Regions from separate parts of the Ovis aries genome. Here region 1 is linked to region 2. Evidence: chromatin contacts called from public Hi-C data. All regions are on one chromosome and are shown on one strand. The core of a region is the stretch at or near the end of the contact, and the rest is flanking DNA. Distances in the headings are between cores, read along the strand shown. Region 1 has its middle 200 kb from the start of AKR1E2. Region 2 overlaps LOC105611101 (a long non-coding RNA gene).

What was found. Hi-C and Micro-C count contacts between places; a contact is called where the count stands out from the background.
Region 1: a contact with region 2 is called in a Hi-C map of tail adipose tissue, with 6 times the contacts expected there. The contact joins two enhancer-like sites. A contact is called at or near these places in 5 of 16 Hi-C or Micro-C datasets (mesenteric adipose tissue, muscle, omental adipose tissue and 2 more).

The regions. Positions count from the first base shown.
Region 1 is chr13:43,686,755-43,692,804 of ARS-UI_Ramb_v3.0, reverse strand. No RefSeq gene overlaps it. Among named protein-coding and RNA genes, the nearest start is that of AKR1E2, 200 kb to the right of the region's middle. Within about 2 kb of position 4,469, at least 5 of the 54 cell types and tissues checked have an H3K27ac peak or open chromatin away from gene starts, as enhancers often do. A contact at or near this core is called in tail adipose tissue, where this site is marked.
Region 2 is chr13:43,587,039-43,592,462 of ARS-UI_Ramb_v3.0, reverse strand. All of the region lies in intron 1 of LOC105611101 (a long non-coding RNA gene), which reads right to left. Among named protein-coding and RNA genes, the nearest start is that of AKR1E2, 100 kb to the right of the region's middle. Within about 2 kb of position 2,427, at least 13 of the 54 cell types and tissues checked have an H3K27ac peak or open chromatin away from gene starts, as enhancers often do. A contact at or near this core is called in tail adipose tissue, where this site is marked.

The DNA of each region.
Region 1 (6,050 bases), core at 3,220-5,719, 98 kb before region 2:
GGAGCCTTGTGGGCTATAGTCCATTGGATTAAAAAGAGTCGGACATGATTGAGCGACTAAGCACAGCACAGCATAGTTTACTACTAATAAACTACTTTGCATATAACTTAATGCCAAGCAGTTTAAGTAACTGCACATGAAAGTATCCTTTCTGAATATAATGTAGTGGCTTGGGACTTCTCCGGTGGTCCAGTAGACTAGACTTTGTCTTCCAATTCAAGGAATACAGGTTTGATCCCTGGTCAGGGAGCTAAGACCCCACCTGCCTTGCAGCCAAAAAAACAAAGCATAAAACAGAAGCAATATTGTAACAAATTCAATAAAAAGGACTTTAAAAGTAGTCCACATAAAAAAGTCTTTAAAAAATGTTTAAAGATAAATAAAAAAAAATTTTTTTAAGTTACTGGTTTAAACCAGTTGTCCTCAGCAGAGGGTGATTTTTGTCTCTACAGGATATTTGACAATATCTGGACACGTTTTTTTAAATTATCTTGGTGAGGGAGGAAGTTGTCCCAAGAATCTAATGGGTGGATGCTACGAAATATCCTACAGTGCCCAGGGCAGCCCAGCACCAAAGATGACCCAACCTAACACATTAGTCAAACTGAGACTGAGAGACCGGGCTCTAAACACTGTGTATGATTTCTCCTCTTTCCTTAGCTGCTGTGAAAACTGGGAAAAGTCATAATGAAAAGTGGAGAATACCATTTCAGTTTTCATTCCATCCCCTCATCAACACTACAGGAAAGCTGAGTCAGAGGGTGTAATAAAAGAGAAACTACTTTAAGAGGAGAAGGGAGAAGTAAATGGACAAATGAGTTGATTTGCCAAGAACATTTGATTCATGGCTCTTCCTGCAAACTACCATTGTAAGGCAATGGGCTAAAAGAGAACATAAATATTTAGAAAGCCCAAATCCAGAAATCTAATCTGGATTCACAAAGATATGGTACCCCAGCATTAGCCAGGAAGATCCATGAGAGTATGGAACACACAGAAATGTACACATGTAATCTATAAAACACACAAATTAAAATTCAGATTGAACCACAGAGGCAATTGTTTTTGTTCTCTTTAATCTATGTTTTATTTGGGGGAAATTGCTTTACAAGTTGTGTTGGTTTCTTCTGTACAGCAGTGCAAATCACCCCTAAGTACACACATATCCCTTCCTTTCTGAGCCACCCTCCCCTCCCCTCCCCCACTCCTCCAGGTCATCACAGAGCACCAGTCTGGGTTCCCTGTGTTGAACAGCAACTTCCCACCAGCGCTCTTACCCATGGTAGTGTATGTGTGTTCACGCTGATTCCTCCGTTTGTCCCAGTCCCTCCTTCCCCCACTGTGTTCTACGTGTGTGTCCCCATTCCTTCCCTGAAGAGAGGTTCATCTGGACCACTTTTCTAGATTCCATATACATGCCTTAATATGCGATATTTGTCTTTCTCTTTCTGACATACGTCACTTTGTATAACAGTCTCATCCACTTCACTAGAACTGACTCAAATCAGTTCTTTTTGATGGCTGAGTAATATTAGTGACTGAACAACAACAGTAGTCGACTGTACGTATGTACCACGTTTTCTTTACCCATTCGTCAGTGGACATCTGGGTTGCTTCCATGTCCTAGCTACTGTGAGTAGCCGTAATGTGTCGTAAATCGTGCCCCAGTGAACACTGGGGTACATGGGTCATTTTCAATTATGCCTTTCTCAGGGTATACGCTCAGTGATGGGATTGCTATGTCATGTGGCAGTTTTATTCCTAGTTTTTTAAAAATAAGAGTGATTATTTTTGAATTACTGCTTCCTACAGGTACTGACTTAGTCAGCTCAGTCTGTTACTACAAAACACCACAACAACAAGACATTGATTTCTCACTCTTCTAGAGGCTGGAAGTTCAAGATCAAAGTATCTGCAGATCCAGGGTCTGGTGAGGACTTGCACTTGGATTGCAGAGGATGCCTCTTGTGTCCTCCCTGGTGGAAAGAGCTCGTGTCTCTCACACCTCTTGTGAGGGCACTAATCCTGGCATGGGGCTCTACTCTCATGACCTCATCACTCTCTGGAGGCCCCACCTCCTAACACCATCACACTGGGGATTAGGTCTCAATAACACAAATCTGGGGAGACACTACATTCAGCCCATAGCATGCACCATAATCAATGTCACAATGAAGAAAAAACAGAAGCTAAATCCCAGAACACTTTTGTATGTTATTATTTATAAAATTACTTTATCCTGGATTGTACATTTGCTCATTGAGTGTTCAATAACCCTCCATTTTTTCTGTTCTGTCAACAAACTCAGATCCGAATTAGAGATAATTCTCAGCCATGTGGGTACCGCATGACAGTTTTGTCAACCAACATGATTAGAAACATGCTAGCAAAAGCACTCTCAAGAGAAGGCTACATTTGCCAGGTCTGCTCCTGGCTGTGTGTACAGACAACTCTCTTAGCTAGATCTTTCACATTCATTTATAAAGCAGAGTGTTATTGCTATTGTTCAGTAGCTAGGTCATATCTGATTCTTTGCAACCCCATGGACTACAGCATGCCAGGTTTCCCTGTCTTCACTATCTCCTGGAGTTTGCTCAGACTCATGTCCATTGATTTGGTGATGCCATTCAACCATCTCATCCTCTGTTGCCGTCTTCTCCTGCCTTCAATCTTTCCCAGCATCAGGTTCTTTTCTAATGAATTGGTTCTTTGCATCAGGTGGTCAAAGTATTGGAACTTCAGCTTCAGCATCAGTCCTTCCAATGAATATTGAGGGTTGATTTCCTTTACAGTTGACTTATTTGAGTTTGAATGTTATTAGCTACAAACAAAAAGCACTTTTAATGAATACTGCTCACGAATTTGGAGATGATAAATGTTTAAGAACCAAGAGAACAGAGACACTTGAATGAAAAACAACCTTAAATCATTTCTAAAAGCTGATGCTCGTGGTGGTGGGTGCCAGTGAGATCTCTCTCAGAGAGCAGGTGAGGGAACAGATAACAACCTGTATGCAGGATGGGTTACCTAGGGTCCACGGGTTAAGATTACCCACCCCATTCACACAGACCATAGACATGCTTTGGTGAAATAGTTCATTGTGAGTATTTTCTAAATGCAAGCATTAGAGAATGACTTTAACAATTATTTTAACTTACAGCCACACACATATATTTTTATTGTCACTTTGTTAAAAAAAAAAAAAAAACAAAAACACAGCTTTATGATGGAACAAAAATCCTCACAATGGCATTTCTTCCCAGCAGTGTGCCGGTGGATCAGCTCACAGACGTGATGGATATTGTCAGAGCCGATAAGATGCTCGACAGAGCAGTGAACAAAGAAAGGCTGTAGGTGAGAGAGAGAGAAAGAGAGAGAAAGGAATGTGGCCAGAAGCTCTCCAATATTTCTCTTCTTTGTAGGGAGGTCAAAAAGTCTACCAGGCATGATGAAAATTTTAATTAAATATGTTTAAATTCAAATTCAAAATGTAGTTCCACTGAACTCTTTGAGGTCTCCAAGAAGATAATAAATCTCAGTTGCCATAGGAATTTCACTCCCTGAAATGTGATTGAAAGGAAGTTTTTGTTATCTAACAAAACTCTTTATACGAGCTAGTTGTCAATAATGGCAGGGAGGTTTCCTGTTCAAGGCAGGAAGAAGGAAGGAAATTAGCATTTGCTGAGTGGCTAGGAATGTTAACCACGATTACTTGTTTTTCAGGTATGATATCATTTACATTTTTTGCCATAATTGCAGGTGAACATTACTATCCATTATATACATGAAAAAGCAGATGCGCAGAGAATTTTGTACATGATCATGTCACCAAGAAAGCAGAAATATTCCAAGGTTTATGGCTCTGAAATCTTGAACTCCCCACTGCAGGGGTTGCTTTCTCCAAAAATGCTGAAAGGAATGCATGGTTTACTTTCTGAAATGGAGCTATCAAAGTATAAACATAGTATTTATTGCAGACTGGAAGGATTCTATGGAGCAATAAAATCTTTAGAAAACACTAAAGGGAATTTTTAAGATGTTAAATAAATTTCCTCAAGGAGCTATAAATTTGTTGTAGAATTACTGGGAAATATGACCTCACAGATTGACCATGTCTGTACACAAGCGTCTTGGCCTCAACCAAAGGGAATTTCAAGAGAAAGAAATCCTGGAAGTGCAATTTCTGCGTCTTTGGTCCAGAGGTGTTGTTTCTTGGCTTTTAACCTCGTACTACGACATCATTCTAGTCAGCGATGGCACAGTGCCAGGCCCAATTTAGAATGCACTTGAACTTGGTGATTTCATACATTGGAACTAAATTCCAATCTTTAGACGTCAGCTGGTGAACTACAAAATCAAAGAACATTACTTCCTTTTTCCAAGAAAAGTGCCTCCCATCAGCTTCTTGGACATCACATTTCCTCTACAAAACCAGACTTCGATGAGCTAAGTTCAAGTCAATTAGAAACACGTGTATGCCCCTGGATCTATGGGTTACAGAGGAAACACCCAAATGCTCTCAAGATAAATGCACCAGTCTGGGGATTTGAGGACACATAAAGTGGGCTGATAACTAATTTAACAGCTTTATGGAATGTACCGTACTTGTGTCCACCAATTAAAATACTTGCATATGCTCAGCTACTCAGTCGTGTCTGACTCTTTGTGACCCCACGGACTGCAGCCCACAAGGCTCCTCTGTCCATGGAATTTCCCAGGCAAGGATACTGGAATGGGTTGCTATTTCCTGCTCCAGGGGATCTTCCCAACCCAGGGATTCAACCCGTGTCTCCCGCATCTCCTGCACTGGCAGGCAGATTCTTTACTACTGCACCACCTGGGGAGCCCAATTAAAATCCTTAGTACTCATATTACTGATTTTTGTAAAATCAAGTCAGTATAATTCCAGATAAAACATTCCATTGTGGCAGTTCTTTTAAGCAGCAAAACCATTGCAAAAAGAGAAAAACAGAACAACTCAAAAATATTAAGAAATCTTACTTTTAATATGGGCACTTCCATTTAGGCTTATCTCCAAGGTGAGATAGACTAAGATACCTTTCATATTAGAAACAGCTATCAGACTTTCATGTTTATCTTAGAGAAACTGAAATTGATTTACACTTGATAAGTAGGATGTGATGTGATACACATACAGTAACAACTTACAACACTGTTGTATTTAAACATCAACACTTATCAATCCATCAACAAGAAGTTCACACTCAGATTTATTTGTTACTGGGAGCTGACTTTAATTGTTCTCATTCCTGAGAATGCATGCACTCCCAAAAGGTTTACCTTAAAATCTGTACTATCAGAAGATTTAGAGTGACAATAACTATCATTCGCCTGATTTTAGTGTGCAATTTTTACAGTATCTGGAAAAAAAGTTAAATAAGTTGTGCGACCCTTAATATTATGTCCCACTTCTCACTCCGAATCTTCTGACATAGGCACCCCAATTGCATTACAGCACTTTTGATAAACTCTGGGTTTTTTTCTCATCATTTCAGAAGGGATGTAGCCAGCCTGGTGGATTTTGTCAGCCGTCACAGACTGGTATGGTTCCAGGGAAAGATTAGGATGTTTTGGTGAAAAGCAGTGAAACTTTGAATATGTGGATGATTTAAAATCAATCTAATCTTTCATAGCAGCCCAAATTTTTCTTTTATTGTTTAAATCTCCAAATGATAAAGGCCAGTTATTCCACTGACTGTGAAAAGATCAGTGTGTTTTTCTAATTGATGTTAATATTTCCTTCTTAATTCAGGCCCCGGTGTTTTCCTTGTAGTTGGGACAGGACTTTCCCTTGAGCGGGAGCCAGGGGACTGTAAGCACAACCTCTTTTGTACATTTCTGTGCACCTTGGCTTTGTGGAGACTAGGCTATGTCACGATGACATTTAAAGAGGAAAAAACAAGCTGTTCTGAAAAGTGTCAGTCTCACTCATAACCTATTTTTGAACTGGGGACTGTAATGACATTCCCATTCAGACAGAACTGGTGACTTTCCCTAGGGGGGGTTCTAGCCTTCTAGCTGCTTAGCAA
Region 2 (5,424 bases), core at 1,178-3,677:
TCCCTAAACCCAGCATCTTGACTGTCTGACATCGTCCAGGCCACTGGGATGTGCACCTCTGCTGTATATTCCCTTGCTTACCTGCCTCCTCTAGACAGAGAGGGGTTTTTTTCTTCCTTTAATCGCAGTATAATTTTCATGTTAATTTCATGTGAACAGCAAAATGATTCAGTTATACAAATATTTCTTTTTCAGATTCTTTTCCATTTTAGTTTACTACAAGATATTGAATATAGTTCCCTGTGCTCTGCAGTAGGTCCTTGCAGGTTATCTCTTTTATACATAGTAGTATGTATCTGTCCATTCCAAACATCTAATTTATCCCTCCTCTCTCTTCCTTTTTGGTTACCCTAAGTTTGGTTTCCATGTCTGTGAGTTTATTTCTGATTTGTATATAAGCTCATTTAAACCATTTTTTTTTCGATTCCACAGGTAAGTGATATCATATATTTGTCTTTCTCTATCTGACTTACTTGACTTAGTGTCAGGAAGCATTTAACAGGAGGCTTCCTATGTGCTGTTTTGGATCTGTCAAGAATTCTCTGTTCCTTATTAATTCCTGAATATAAGGAATTAAGAGGAGAGGCAAGCCTCTCCCGAGGGCTGAGGAATCCAGGCATTTCCTTCATTAGTTTTTCTATCTGGTGATAATGTGATAAGTACCCTCTTCCTTTTTATGAACCATATGGTAATATCTCTGCTGAAAATAGCTATCTTGTAAGGCAGTATAAACACCTGCACAACGTTGAGTTAAACACCTCTGCTCCATCAGAGCTTTGGTCACCGTGTCTTACTTTCTTTGTCTCTTTGTCTCTCTCTCCCACTCTCTCTTTTTCAGGCTGATCCCTTGGAGCGCAGAGCCTCTCTGAGTTCACTTTCCTGCCCGGGCTTCTAAGACCCTCTCGAGAAGGCGCTCTGTGCCTTCACCCCATCAAGAGGGCGCCTGAGGCCTCTGTGAACAGAGCAAGCCCCATGCCAGGGGCTTTATTGGCTTTCTGCGTAAACCAAGGAATATCAGCCTCTTTCCCTCTCCTTTACTTTCTCATTGGTCAACTCCGGACCACTGGGTTCCAGTCCTTTAGGACCCCAGCAATAGTCTGACAATCTCTGGGTCCATCCGTGCTGATGCACATGGTATTACTTCCTTCTTTTATGGCTGAGTAGTATATGCCATTGTGTGTATGTACCACACCTTCTTTATCCGTTCCTCTGTTGATGGGCTCTTTGGTTGATTCCACGTCTTTGCTGTGGTAAATAGTTTTGCAATGAACATTAGGGTGCATGTATCTTTTCAAGTTGGCAGTTTTGGTTGTTCGTTTTGATATATACTCAGGGGTGGATGGAAAAGGCAATGGCACCCCACTCTTGCCTGGAAAATCCCATGGATGGAGGAGCCTGGTAGGCTGCAGTCCATGGGGTCTCTAAAAGAAGGAAATGGCAACCCACTCCAGTGATCTTGCCTGGAGAATCCTAGGGATGGGGGAGCCTGGCGGGCTGCCGTCTATGGGGTCGCACAGAGTTGAACATGACTGAAGCGACTTAGCAGCAGCAGCAGCCACAGCAGGAGTAGAATCACCAGGTCATATGAAAGTTCTATTTTTAGTTTTCAGAGAAACTCCATACTGCTCTCCATAGTCAGCCAGCTTTCACTACCTTATACAGCCAGAATCTATCCTCCAAACTTTCATCCTACAGTCTTCTGTTTCCATAATGATGCAAATTAGGAAACAAAGCAGTCTATGGGGCTTGACAGACTGAGGATCTCTCAAGTCAGTAAAGCATGAAGCTCTCAGCTCAGTTTTTGTGACATAAGGGACGCTGACTATCCTCCATGTATCGGAGGTTGCTGGGGGAGAAAAACACCTATTGCTCTCATCAGTTTTTATTTACTAATTTTCTCTTAGGAACTATGTAAAAACGTGGAGTTAAAATTTAAAGTGAAGGGTTCTTCATTAATAAAAATTAAATAAAGAAAATGAAAAAGAAATTGCAGCTACATAGTGGAGAAATAAACTCACATCTTGCTTAAACATTCATATATGTTTTCAAACAGATTCGATAGATTTTGCTCCTGAATTTTGTAAAGTGTTAAGATTGTATCTCACTCAATACAAGTTCATAGATTGATAAGATGTCCCATTTTTACATTGTTTTGCCTGTAATATAAAAACATTTCAGTGCAACACAGCCTATTGCTAAATGGCACCAAATAATCATTTCGTGAAGTCAATGTTATTTAATCTAATGACTAGATAAATTTAATAAAATAATCTTGAAAAGCAATCTCAGCAATATCACTACCACCACCTGAAATTCTGTACAGCCATGATGGTAGCCCGAGGACACGACGGCATTGTGAAATCACATGCAGTTCCCCTTGGCCACTGATCTGCTTCACAAGCAGTAATTAAAAGATGAGGAAATTCCATCTGTCGTCACTGGTCTGGCATGTCCTGGGTCCCACCCTGAGGTTTTAGGCTCTGCACAATACTGAGTCATACACAGGATCCAGGACTGGAACCTCCTCTATGAATTTTAAGGTATTAAAAAGATTTACCTATGAGTTAATTGCAAGGAGCTATTTTAAATTTAGATGGAATCTCAGAGCCATTAGCAACATCATCTTTTTGCCCACTATATTCAGTGACTGCTAGAACAGCACAAGAAATATCCAGAGAGGAGGCAAGGGGCAGAGTCATACAGATGATCTATGCCAAAGCTTTGGAATCACAGTAATAGCTTTTCAGTCTTACCAAACTTGCTCTGGAAAGAGTATGAAACCAAAAATATAAGCAACTGGGCAAAGCTGTTGAAGGCGAGTAAGATCAGATCCGTATTTTTGGAAGATGGTGACCGGATTTTTTTTTTTTTTTCCCTTCGGCACTCAGTGGTCTGGACTTTTTTCCCTAATCACCTTCCTCACAGCCCTTAAACTTGGCCACCTTGCCTGTCTTCCAAACAGGTACATTAATATCATCTGGTCCCTTCCTTCTGGCTCATATTTTTGTCCTGGAAATTACCTTTCTTCAGATCTTAATATTCCATGAACTCACCACTCTTCCCTGAGATTAGAGTTCAGTCAAACACAAATGCATGATTAGAAAGCAACTTTCCATTTAGATCTCTCCTCCTTGGGCAGAAAATACCTAAGATTTCAGGGGCATCAGGCTGTTGATCAAAAGCACACATTTTCTTTTGTATAAATTCAGTTCGTTTAGTTCAGTTCTTTTGTTCTTAAAATCATATTCCCTAGAAATTGTAAACAAAGATACTAAATCCACTTCTCTCCATTGGCACATACATTTTAACCTAAGTGGCTAGCACCAGACCCTTTTAGCGGCTCTGTTTATAAGTTGTTGGAAGAAGGACAAAGACTAGCTTCTTTATATTTTATTTATTTTTCAAATTATGAAAGTATGATAACACATTTACAGGAGACTTGGAAAATACAGAACAAGGTTACAAATAGTTCCACTCAATTCTACTACAATTATTTTTTAAGTAGATAAATTAAGATTTTTAGTTGAAGTTTCTATATCAAACTCTCAAAAATTATTAGAATGAATATACAGAAAAGGAGAAGGATATAGTAGACCTGAAAAGCACTATGAACCAATTCAACATAATCGAGATTTATATAATTTTCAAACACAGTAGGATACAAATTCTATTCAAGTTCCCATAGACTATAAACTCAAAAACACTAGAACATATCCAGGGACATAAAACAAGATGAAAAAATTTCGTGGCGACCAGGAAAGACTATTTTAATAAACAATTTCAGCAACACAAAAATTCAGGAAATAATATAGTTTACAAATACAAAACTATATTCATCTATTCTGCTAATCAACACTCAGTTTATTTCCACTTTTTTCACTATTTTAACACTTCTGCATCACTTTATTGACTGATAAAAATTCTTCCGTGAATTGCTCTTCTTATTCTTCACTTTTTCCCCCCTTTCCCGTTCTTTTTCTAAGAACTGTGTTAGAGAACTTCAAGTAGTTTGACTGCTAGTTTTATTTAGAGATTACATGCACTGTCAATCTATTGATTCTTCCCATTTGTGGCTTGTTATTTGGGGACTTTTAATCAAATATTTAATATATTGCTGTTGTTGTTCAGTTGCTCGGTCGTGTCCGACTCTTTGTGACCCTGTGGACTGTAGCCTGTCAGGCTCCTCTATCCATATGGGACTTCCCAGGCAAGAATACTGGAGTGGGTTGCCATTTCCTTCTCCAGGGGATCTTCCTGACCCAGGGATTGAACCCGAATCTCTTCCATCTCCTGCATTGGCAGATGGGTTCTTTACCATCTGAGCCACAAGGGAAGCCCATTTAATATACTAATTTTTGTTTATTGATAAATTGACTGCATTCATTTTTTTTTCCTTTACAGTTGGTTTAAGTAATTGTTTTTTCCCTTCTGGACATAAAGAGACTTGCATATTTTTCTTCTACATTTTTAAAGTTTTGCTTTTTTACATGCAGTGCCACATAAAGTAAGATTTATTTCCTAATGCTGTTTACTTTTTGCACATGGATATCTGATTTCCAGTAACATGTCTTGAATGAGAAGATCTTTTTTAATCCACAAGAATATTTAACAAATTCTCTCACAGAATCTGATGTTAACTGAATTAAGTTAATTTGATTAAATTAATTGGCTCAGTGTTTATGGGAAGGCCTTACAACACTTCAGTAGGCCCCAAGAGCACAAGGCAGGTACTCTGAGGTGTAACCCTGGGACTAACTACACTCCCAGCCTCCCTGTAGACCTGCAAATTCTCAAAGGCTTGTGTCCCTAAGTCAGTAACACTCAGAATAAGGTTTTTCTTAGCGTACATAAAAGTTATGGAGAAAAACACCACTTTGTTGCCATGACTGGCATTTCAGGCAGAGGCTAGAACATTGGCAGAGTCCACCTTGTTTAACATTCGTCCACGAGTCAGATGGTAGTAGGATTTCACTAAATATTTATTAAGGGAAAGAGTCAGTTTAGCTGATCTAATTTCTGACTGTTGACTCCTGGCAGTCTAAACAATTATATTAGTCAAGCTTTCCTAGTTACCCAATAGGGAACAAAAAAAAAATAAAAAATATTTCAAGTAAAACCTGAAGGAAACATGTCTTCAAGAGGGTAGAATATCCAAGACAGACATTTCTAAGGCACAAAATTCATACAAGAGTAGTGAACATCACACCAGAGCTCGCAGACAATAGAGTGTGTTAAGATTTTGACATTCTCAAGCAACTTGAGGCTTTTTGCAACAAATATAATAGAACGTGAGTTTGTAATGAACTGGTGCCTGGGTCTCTGTGACCCAGACGTGCTGAAAAAAAGAAAAGGGAAATACATCTTCTTTTTCCTTCATGTAACCTGAGGCCACTACAGTATTGAACTCCTTTGGTTGAGTGCTTA